Regions from separate parts of the Zea mays genome. Here regions 1 and 3 are each linked to region 2. Evidence: chromatin contacts called from public Hi-C data. All regions are on one chromosome and are shown on one strand. Each heading gives the region's core, a stretch centred on a gene start, on an enhancer-like site or on the middle of the called end of the contact. The rest is flanking DNA. Distances are from core to core; before and after follow the strand shown. Region 1 holds the start of LOC100274519 (Cation/calcium exchanger 2). Region 2 holds the start of LOC100281641 (50S ribosomal protein L28, chloroplastic-like). Region 3 holds the start of LOC100191742.

Evidence for each region. A called contact is a pair of places that touch in the nucleus more often than the background predicts.
Region 1: a contact with region 2 is called in a Hi-C map of ear, with 2.9 times the contacts expected there. The contact joins the promoter of LOC100274519 here to the promoter of LOC100281641 in region 2. A contact is called at or near these places in 4 of 25 Hi-C or Micro-C datasets (ear, leaf, root tip and 1 more).
Region 3: a contact with region 2 is called in a Hi-C map of ear, with 3 times the contacts expected there. The contact joins the promoter of LOC100191742 here to the promoter of LOC100281641 in region 2. A contact is called at or near these places in 2 of 25 Hi-C or Micro-C datasets (ear and tassel).

The regions. Positions count from the first base shown.
Region 1 is chr1:244,189,611-244,192,310 of Zm-B73-REFERENCE-NAM-5.0, reverse strand. LOC100274519 (Cation/calcium exchanger 2) reads left to right here and starts at 1,266. Exons shown (of 1, transcript NM_001148876.1): 1 at 1,266-2,700. The coding sequence starts at 1,280.
Region 2 is chr1:244,046,366-244,049,065 of Zm-B73-REFERENCE-NAM-5.0, reverse strand. LOC100281641 (50S ribosomal protein L28, chloroplastic-like) reads right to left here and starts at 1,427. Exons shown (of 2, transcript NM_001154560.2): 1 at 1,206-1,427; 2 at 508-991. The coding sequence starts at 1,398. The coding sequence ends at 759.
Region 3 is chr1:244,238,849-244,241,548 of Zm-B73-REFERENCE-NAM-5.0, reverse strand. It overlaps LOC100191742, which reads left to right and starts at 1,436. Exons shown (of 1, transcript NM_001137170.1): 1 at 1,436-2,700. The coding sequence starts at 1,490.

The DNA of each region.
Region 1 (2,700 bases), core at 17-2,516, 140 kb before region 2:
GGCTAAGAGATGAAGCTTAACGCCCTCCAAAAGGTAAATTTATGCATGACACTGTTCACCTATTTATAGGAGAGGGTACAACTTCGTATGAAATTACATACATACCCCACAAGCTTTACAAATATGGTTTATAAATATCATAGGGGCGCCATTGTCTTTTTCTTTTTCTTTCTTGCCGCTCAAGTCTTCAACGCTTTCCCTTTCCCTTGCTTCGTGCGCGAAGCTTTTCCTGACGCCAAGGGTGGTGGGGTGGCGGCTTTAGTGCACACTTCATCGGATGCGTGTTCAAAGCGAAGCCCTTTGCAGGCTGTTTCGGCCGAAGGTCGACTTCGTCTGTCCTTCATATAGCACTTGAAACATACTTTATCAAGTCGAAGGTAAGGTGATTTGAGGTTCTTCGACAAAGTAGGCGACCCCAAAATCACGGACCTGCACTCGACACTCTCTCCGACCCTAGAACAAATCTGACACACATGTTAGTCATGGTGCCATCTTTCCTAGACATTAAAACCATTTTGTTTTTATATTTTTTCTCGGCAACAAAATGGAAAAAGATAACTCCGAAAATGGAAACAACATTGGTAATTCGAAAAATAATAAAAATTACTTTTTTCTGTATACCAATAGATATATCTTGATTTTAGGAAAATAATAAAATTACTTTTATATTTTTCTAATCTAAGTTAAGATGAATTTGTTATGAATATATAAATACCATCTCAGATTTAATATTTTTCTGAAAAATTATCGAATTCATTACCGATTGTAAAATAACGAATAAATACAGTAATTTTCGAAAACGGTCTGAAAAGACAAAAACCATTTCCGTTACCGAATTTTTCTACCGATTTTATATTTATATTTTCACTAACTATTTTTATTTCCGTTTAGTAATTTAGGTACGATTTACTACAACCTAAAATTACTGTTTTCGTTTTTCACCGTGCTCCTAGTCACCTCAGCTTCCCTCCGTCCTCACCCAGTCCTCACCCACTGGACTTGCCCGATTGGAAAGCAAGCGCCCGGTAGGAAAGAAGGCGCGGTCGTTTTCTGGACGTGACGGGCGCGCGCGTGGCCGCGTGGGCGTGGCATACATCCTTTCTCCTTCCATCCATACGCTGAACAGAGTATGATTTGGATCGCCTGGCCTACTGCTGCTGCTGTCGTGTCCATGCCGTCGGTGCTGTCAACATCCGGATCATTGCGCGCGCTCCAACGCAACGGGGGTGATCAGATAATTTCCCCAATCCCCCCCGCGCGCCGATCGCGACAAACATGCATGGCGAAGCCTTCCGCTTCTGCAGCGGCGGCGGCGCTCCGTGCCTCCCTCGGCGTCGCCTTCGCGCTGCTGCTCCTGCTCGCTTCCTCCCGCCTCCCGCACCGCGCCCTGTCCGCCGAACTCTCGTCCCCCTCGGTGGTGGCCCACGAGCGACGCGGCCACGGCGCCTGCGCGGGCGTGCGGACCCCCGACGAGAGATACCGCGCCATCGCGGCCGGGTCTGACGGCCGGTACCGCTACCCGCGCGGCGGCGGGCACGTCGACTACCTGTACCTCTTCTACTGCGTCCTCGGCGGCGACCGCCGGCCCGCCCTGGGGTACGCCGCGATGGCGGCGTGGCTCGCCGTGCTCTTCTACCTGCTCGCCGACACGGCCGCGGTCTACTTCTGCTCCAGCCTCGAGGGCCTCGCGCGCCTGCTCCGTCTCCCGCCGGCCATCGCCGGGGCCACGCTCCTCTCGCTCGGGAACGGTGCGCCCGACGCGCTCTCCGCCGTCGCGTCCTTCTTCGCCGGAGACGGCGGCGAGGGAGGAGGGACGGCCGCCGCCGTGGGGCTCAGCGGCGTGCTCGGTGGCGCCATGTTCGTCTCCTCGGCCGTGCTCGGGGTCATCGCCATCCGCCTCGGCGGCCAGGAGGTCGCCGTCCACCGCGCCAGCTTCTTCCGGGACGCAGCCTTCCTCTTCCTGGCGCTCGTCGCCGTGGCCGTCGTCGTCGCCGCGGGCCAGGTCACAATCTGGGCCGCCGCCGGGTTCGCCTCGCTCTACCTCGTCTACGTCCTCGCCGTCGCCTTCACCCCGGACCGCTGGACCAGACGCCACGACGCGCACGCGGTGGATGACCCCGCCTCCGCCGCTGCCGTCTCGGAGCTCCACAACGTCACGGAGACCAAGTTCTACACCGACCAGGAAGCCCGAGATCCACTGCTCCCCGACACCGCACCGCTACTTCAATACTACGCCGGCGAAGCAAACAGCAACAGCAACGACGGCTCCACTGGCAACAAGAGCGTCTTCTGGACCGTCCTTCGCCTGCTAGAGCTTCCCCTGAGTCTCCCGCGGCGGCTGACGATTCCGGACGCGAGCAAAGAGCGGTGGAGCAAGACGGCCGCGGTGACCGCGGCCACGCTCGCCCCCATCTTCCTGTCCTTGCTCTGGAGCCACCGCGCCACGGGGGGCCCGTTCGTTACCGTCCTCCTCGGCGGCCTTGCTGGTCTCGCGCTGGGCCTCATTGCCTTCCTCACCACGGATCCCTTCGCCCCACCAACCCGATTCCTCGGCGCGTGGCTCGCCGGCGGGTTCGCCATGAGCGTGGCGTGGGCGTACGTGATCGCCAACGAGGTCCTGTCGCTGCTGGTCTCGGCGGGAATCATCCTTTCCGTGGACTCGGCGGCGCTGGGGGTGACCGTGCTCGCCTGGGGAAACTC
Region 2 (2,700 bases), core at 178-2,677:
AAAGTAGCAGCAGCTCAACCAAGAAAGGTCCGTCCAAGGAAAGTAGCTAGATTAGTGGCTAAATTGATAGGCCTTAATTGTAGGGGAGTTGGTTTCCAAATAAGTCATTTTCTAAATTAGAAGTTATCTAGTTGGTCGGGCCAGTGGCCTATTTATATGGAACCATGAGGCAATGAAGAAAAGAAGAAATATATCACCTTAATCTCCCATCTCTCTATACTCTCCAAGCCTACGGTGGAGGAATACCTCGCTGTAGAAGATGGACGCCGGATACGAGTTACGTAGCCGCGGTTTAGCTGCTTGAGGGCTTAACGCCCTTGACAATATGATGCATGGTGGAATGGAAGGTAAGGTGCAGACTCCAAGCACGTGCCAGAACACAATCTCTTCTCTTGGGCAGGAACAATTCGTTTAAATTTCAATTGAATCTATACTTCATCAGCAGCGAATTCGTGAGAGGGAGGATCAGCCGACCAGGTTACTTAACTTTCTGGCATTGATCACGACTGTGAAATGGAGACACGATCGATTCAGAGGAGGACCCAACACGAGACCAAAAACGTATATGTGCAACCTCGATCTGCCTACACTGATTGGTATGGTACACAAATCAAAACGGGGAGGAAATATAATGATATGATTTGATTGCGAAAGAACAGCAGGAGGTAGGCAGGCAGACAGACAGACGAGACGACCCCGTGAATGTGAATGCTAAGCTAGTGCCACCCCACACTAGTTTGGCTGCTCATCGGATGGGCTCACTTCTTGTTGAGGTCGATGCCGGCCTTGCGCGCGACGGCGTCGAGGCCGTGCTTCTCGATGGTCTTGAGGGCCTTGGTGGAAAGGCGCAGCTTGACGAAGCGCTTGCCGGCCTCCCACCACAGCTTCTTGTACTGCAGGTTCACGAACTGCTGCTTCTTCGTCTTGTGGTTGGAAAACGACACCTTGTTCGCCCGGTTCGTCTTCTTGTCCGTGAACGGGCACACACGCCCTGAACAGACACACATCACACTCCATCATCATCTCGTCAATCAGTCGGATGGGAATCTATCTTAAGTGCTCTGAAGATTGGCTGAATCAATTACTAGCAGAAGCGGAGAAGAAGAATGGAACAGCCGAGACCAACTGAAGATTCAGATAAGAGCGGAGCAACCACGAAAGCTGAATGCGCGCTCGTAGAAAGCAAAGGCAAATCGAAGACTTACGCGCGACAATGGGCTGGAGCTGCTGCCTCTTGGGGAGGAGGGCGACGGCGGTTGGAGTTGCAACGCCGGCGGAGAGGGAGAGGCCGGCGAGCTGCGACTTGGCGAAGCTCAATGAGGCGGAGGAAGGGGAGGAGGCCCTACGGGCGGCGGCGGGCATGGCGAAGGAGGAGCTCAGTAGCGTGGCGGTCGCCATGGCGGATGGATGGACGGAAGGAACGGAATGGTTCGTTGGATAAGCAAGAGGGATAAGAAGAGGGAGGGACGCTTGGGAGCAGGCCTGTCGAACCTTCAACGACTTCCTTTCGATCCGGCCCATTTGGCCCTCCGTCTCCAGTGATTATGGGCCGAGGGGAACTACAAGACATAATTTTCTCTTATATATATATATATATATATATATATATATATATATATATATATATATATTCTATACGTTAATATTAAAAAGTGAAATATTTCTTTTAACTCGTTATTTCTATTTATATAAAATGTGATGACATAGTTGAGAGTGTCCATGTGCGTATTAATTATAAGTGATTGTTAAAATATGATCAAGCTTTGGTTGAATTAAAGACTAACCAAAAAAAAGTTGACGACTATGTAGATTGACGCGATGAAGGACAGATGTGAGGCTTGAACTAATAAACTCAGGGCTGAAAGACTAATCATGGGTGGCTAATACTTGGAGATATAATCAACTAAGTATGCATGTGAAGTAGAGACATTATCAACCAAGTGTGCATGTGGAGGAGTAGACCGTGTTGACCATGTCAAGGCAATGGTTGACCAAGTCAAGCAATGGCATGAAGACCTTGGTGATTAGGTGGTCGAGGACAAGTGGTGACAAGTGTCGAGACCATGAGAGTGGCATAGCATGTATGCTTCTCGAACTGGGTTTGGTGGTTTGGATCTTAAAACCACCAACAAACTATTTGTTAGATTTGGGCCTCAAACCCATGATGTAGTTCAAAGTGGCGATGGCATCTCAGAAAGCTTGCACCGAGGTGAAGCATTCTCATGAAGGGCTTGTGCCATCGGATACAAGAATCACTAATTGGATTATTTTGATCTAGTTAGGTTTTGGTGATTAATGACTACACTATTATTATGCCACACGTCTATTTTGCAGAGGTGACTTAAGTTAGGTCGGGATAATGGTGATTATTTGGGCAATCCCCTATTGATGAAATTCATTCGGATTTCATAGGATGGATGACAAGGATAATGACAGACTAGTTCTAAGTATCAATTCGAGTTAAGAGACACTTTGAGTAGTTTAGAGCTTTATTTTTACTTTTGGCATACTATAATCAGGGTATGAGTTAGTAACTTGACCTTGACGAGTCTAATGGTTTAGGTGCAGTTCACACTTGTCAATCTTAGCACTATGTAGGCCAAAGAATCATGTGGATCAAACCCCATTCAGAAAGTGAATTAGATGTGAATAGAGGGGTCAACACATTGCATACCATGATATTGCGAAGTCGTTGGACCA
Region 3 (2,700 bases), core at 187-2,686, 190 kb before region 2:
CCATCCGGCCTCAGACGCGGACCATCCGCCCATTGAAAACCAGAGAAACTCGAAGGTGTCAAGTTCGCTAAAATTCATTTTTAGTGTCCTCGCGAACCGTCCCGGGTGCACGGCCAGACCGTCCACAACTGCTTTATCGGACATTTGATGACACAATTAATGCACTTATAGCCGTTGATATAGCCGTTACTGCTGATCGTTGTGATTTTAGCAGTTGATGTGCAGTGGCGGACTGTTTGGACCAGGAGCGCGGACCGTCCGCAGTTGGCAGAAAGTGGGCAACAGTTAGAAAGTGGTTGATGGCTATAAATACAATCTCAACCACATCCATTCAATCCATTCAAGCATCCCATTAATTCTTTCAATACAAGAGCTCCAAAACTCATCTAAGTGCCATCACTACGACTAGTGATCATTAGTGATTAGTGCCTTGAAAAGTCTAGAAAGAGTGTGATCTCTTGATTTTCTTGTTGCTCTTGTTGCTTGACTTTCTTAATCGTGCTTTCTTCATCTAGAGAGAGGTCCTAGGCCTTGTTTAGGGTCGGCAGGCCACCCTAGACACATCTAATCGACGTAGAGCCGAAGAGAAGTGGAGAATTTGGGATGGAGAAGGGCTAAGCTAAGGCTAAATTAGAACTACTACTAATGTACAGGGTGAAACAAGAAATATATTGATGATTGATTCGATTGTTGAAGATTAATCGGTCGTTGTCCTCCATATATATATATAGATATATATATATAGAGAGAGAGAGGAAGTCTGACCCGTTACAATCCGTATCCCAAGCTAAATCCGTGGTTTTAACTAACAAATCCCGCAAGAAACTTATAACCCTAATTGATGTACGTGTGCGCGGCCTGTCCGCACCATCAGTGCGGATTGTCCGGACCACGGATGTCCGACCCCAGGGCCGGATGGTCCACCCGTCCTTTTCTGCCGTCCAACAGTGCCATGTGAAACGTGTTGGGTGGTTTCTTATGATTTATTTATAGGATAACAACAGGACACGGGAGAAACAACCCTACATACTTCTTCACACCTACATACTTTTTCACACCTCACGTACGACGACGTATGTGTTTAGAACGGGAATTAGACTAGAAAGAAATATATTTTTTTTGTAAAAAGAAACGACGGTGGATAGCAAAAACAAAATGGTGTTTTATAGCGGTAGAGACAGAAAAGAAGGAAAGAACGCGAGACAGGAGAATCCATCGGCATGCCGTCTCGTTGCGCAGGTCGTTTGGGTCGGCTCCGGAGTAGGCCGTAACGAAGAAATAGCCGACACAGCCCATAGAGGTTTTGCTGGCACATGCGGCCCAGCTCCCGTGAGGCCGTGAGCCGTCAGCGTGAGGCAGCGAGGGTTTTACCGGCTGCCCTTGCTTGTTGCAAGCGCAGGGCGCTCCCAAAGCTGATCATCTTCATTATTTCCCTCGCCGCCGCCGGCGCCCACCAAGGCAGCGCAACGCTCGTTCCTCCAAAGGAGAGATGACGCTCTACCGTCGTGTCCTGCTCCTCCGTCGCCTCTCCCACCTCCACCCCTCGCCCGTTCCGGCCATCTGCTCCTCACCACCACCCACCCTCGCGGGGCTGCTCACCCCCATGGGGCGCCGCCACTTCGCCTTCTCGTCCGCCGAGGAGGCCGCCGCCGAGCGCCGCCGCCGCAAGCGCCGTCTCCGCATCGAGCCTCCAATCAACGCCCTCCGCCGCGGGCCACCTCCCCCACGGGACCCCAACGCGCCCCGCCTCCCAGACACCACCTCCGCGCTCACTGGCCCGCGCCTCAGCCTCCACAACCGCGTCCAGTCCCTCATCCGCTCTGGTGATCTAGACGGCGCCTCAGCCGCTGCCCGCGCCGCCGTCTCCTCGCGCGTCCGGCCCACCGTCTTCACCTCCAACGCCGTGGCCGCGGCCATGGTCCGCGCCGCCCGCCACGATGACGCTGTCGCCCTCTTTGATTTCTTCTTCCGCCGCTCTAATATCGTCCCCAACATCGTCTCCTACAACACCCTCATCCTCGCACACTGCGAGGCCGACCGCGTCGACACCGCGCTGCAGGTCTACCAAGACATGCTCGCGTCTGCGCCCTTCTCCCCCTCTGCCGTCACCTTCCGCCACCTCACCAAGGGTCTCGTCGCTGCTGGCCGCATCGGTGACGCCCTTGACCTCCTCCGCGAGATGCTCAGCCGCAGCGCTGGCGCCGACTCACTCGTCTACAACAACCTCATCGCTGGCTACATCGACCTCAACGACTGGGACAGGGCCTTCGAGCTCTTCAACGAGCTCGCAGAGAGGTGCCTTGTCTATGACGGTGTTGTACACACCACGTTCATGGAGGGCTACTGGAGGCAGGGCAAGGACAAGGAGGCCATGGACAACTACCAGTCCCTTCTTGATCGGGGCTTCAAGATGACGCCGGCCACCTGCAACGTGCTGCTCGAGACACTCTTCAAGCACGGCAAGCACAAGGAGGCCAACGACCTATGGGAGACCATGATTGACAACCACACCCCGCCAAGCTTCATCGGCATCAACGCAGAGTCCTACAATGTCATGGTTAACCAGTGCTTCAGGGAGGGCAAGTTTCAGGAGGCGATTGAGGTCTTCCACCGCCAGCCCAGGAAGAATGTCCAAATGGACGTTGGTTGCTTCAACAACATCATTGGCAAACTCTGTGAGAATGGGATGCTAGCTGAGGC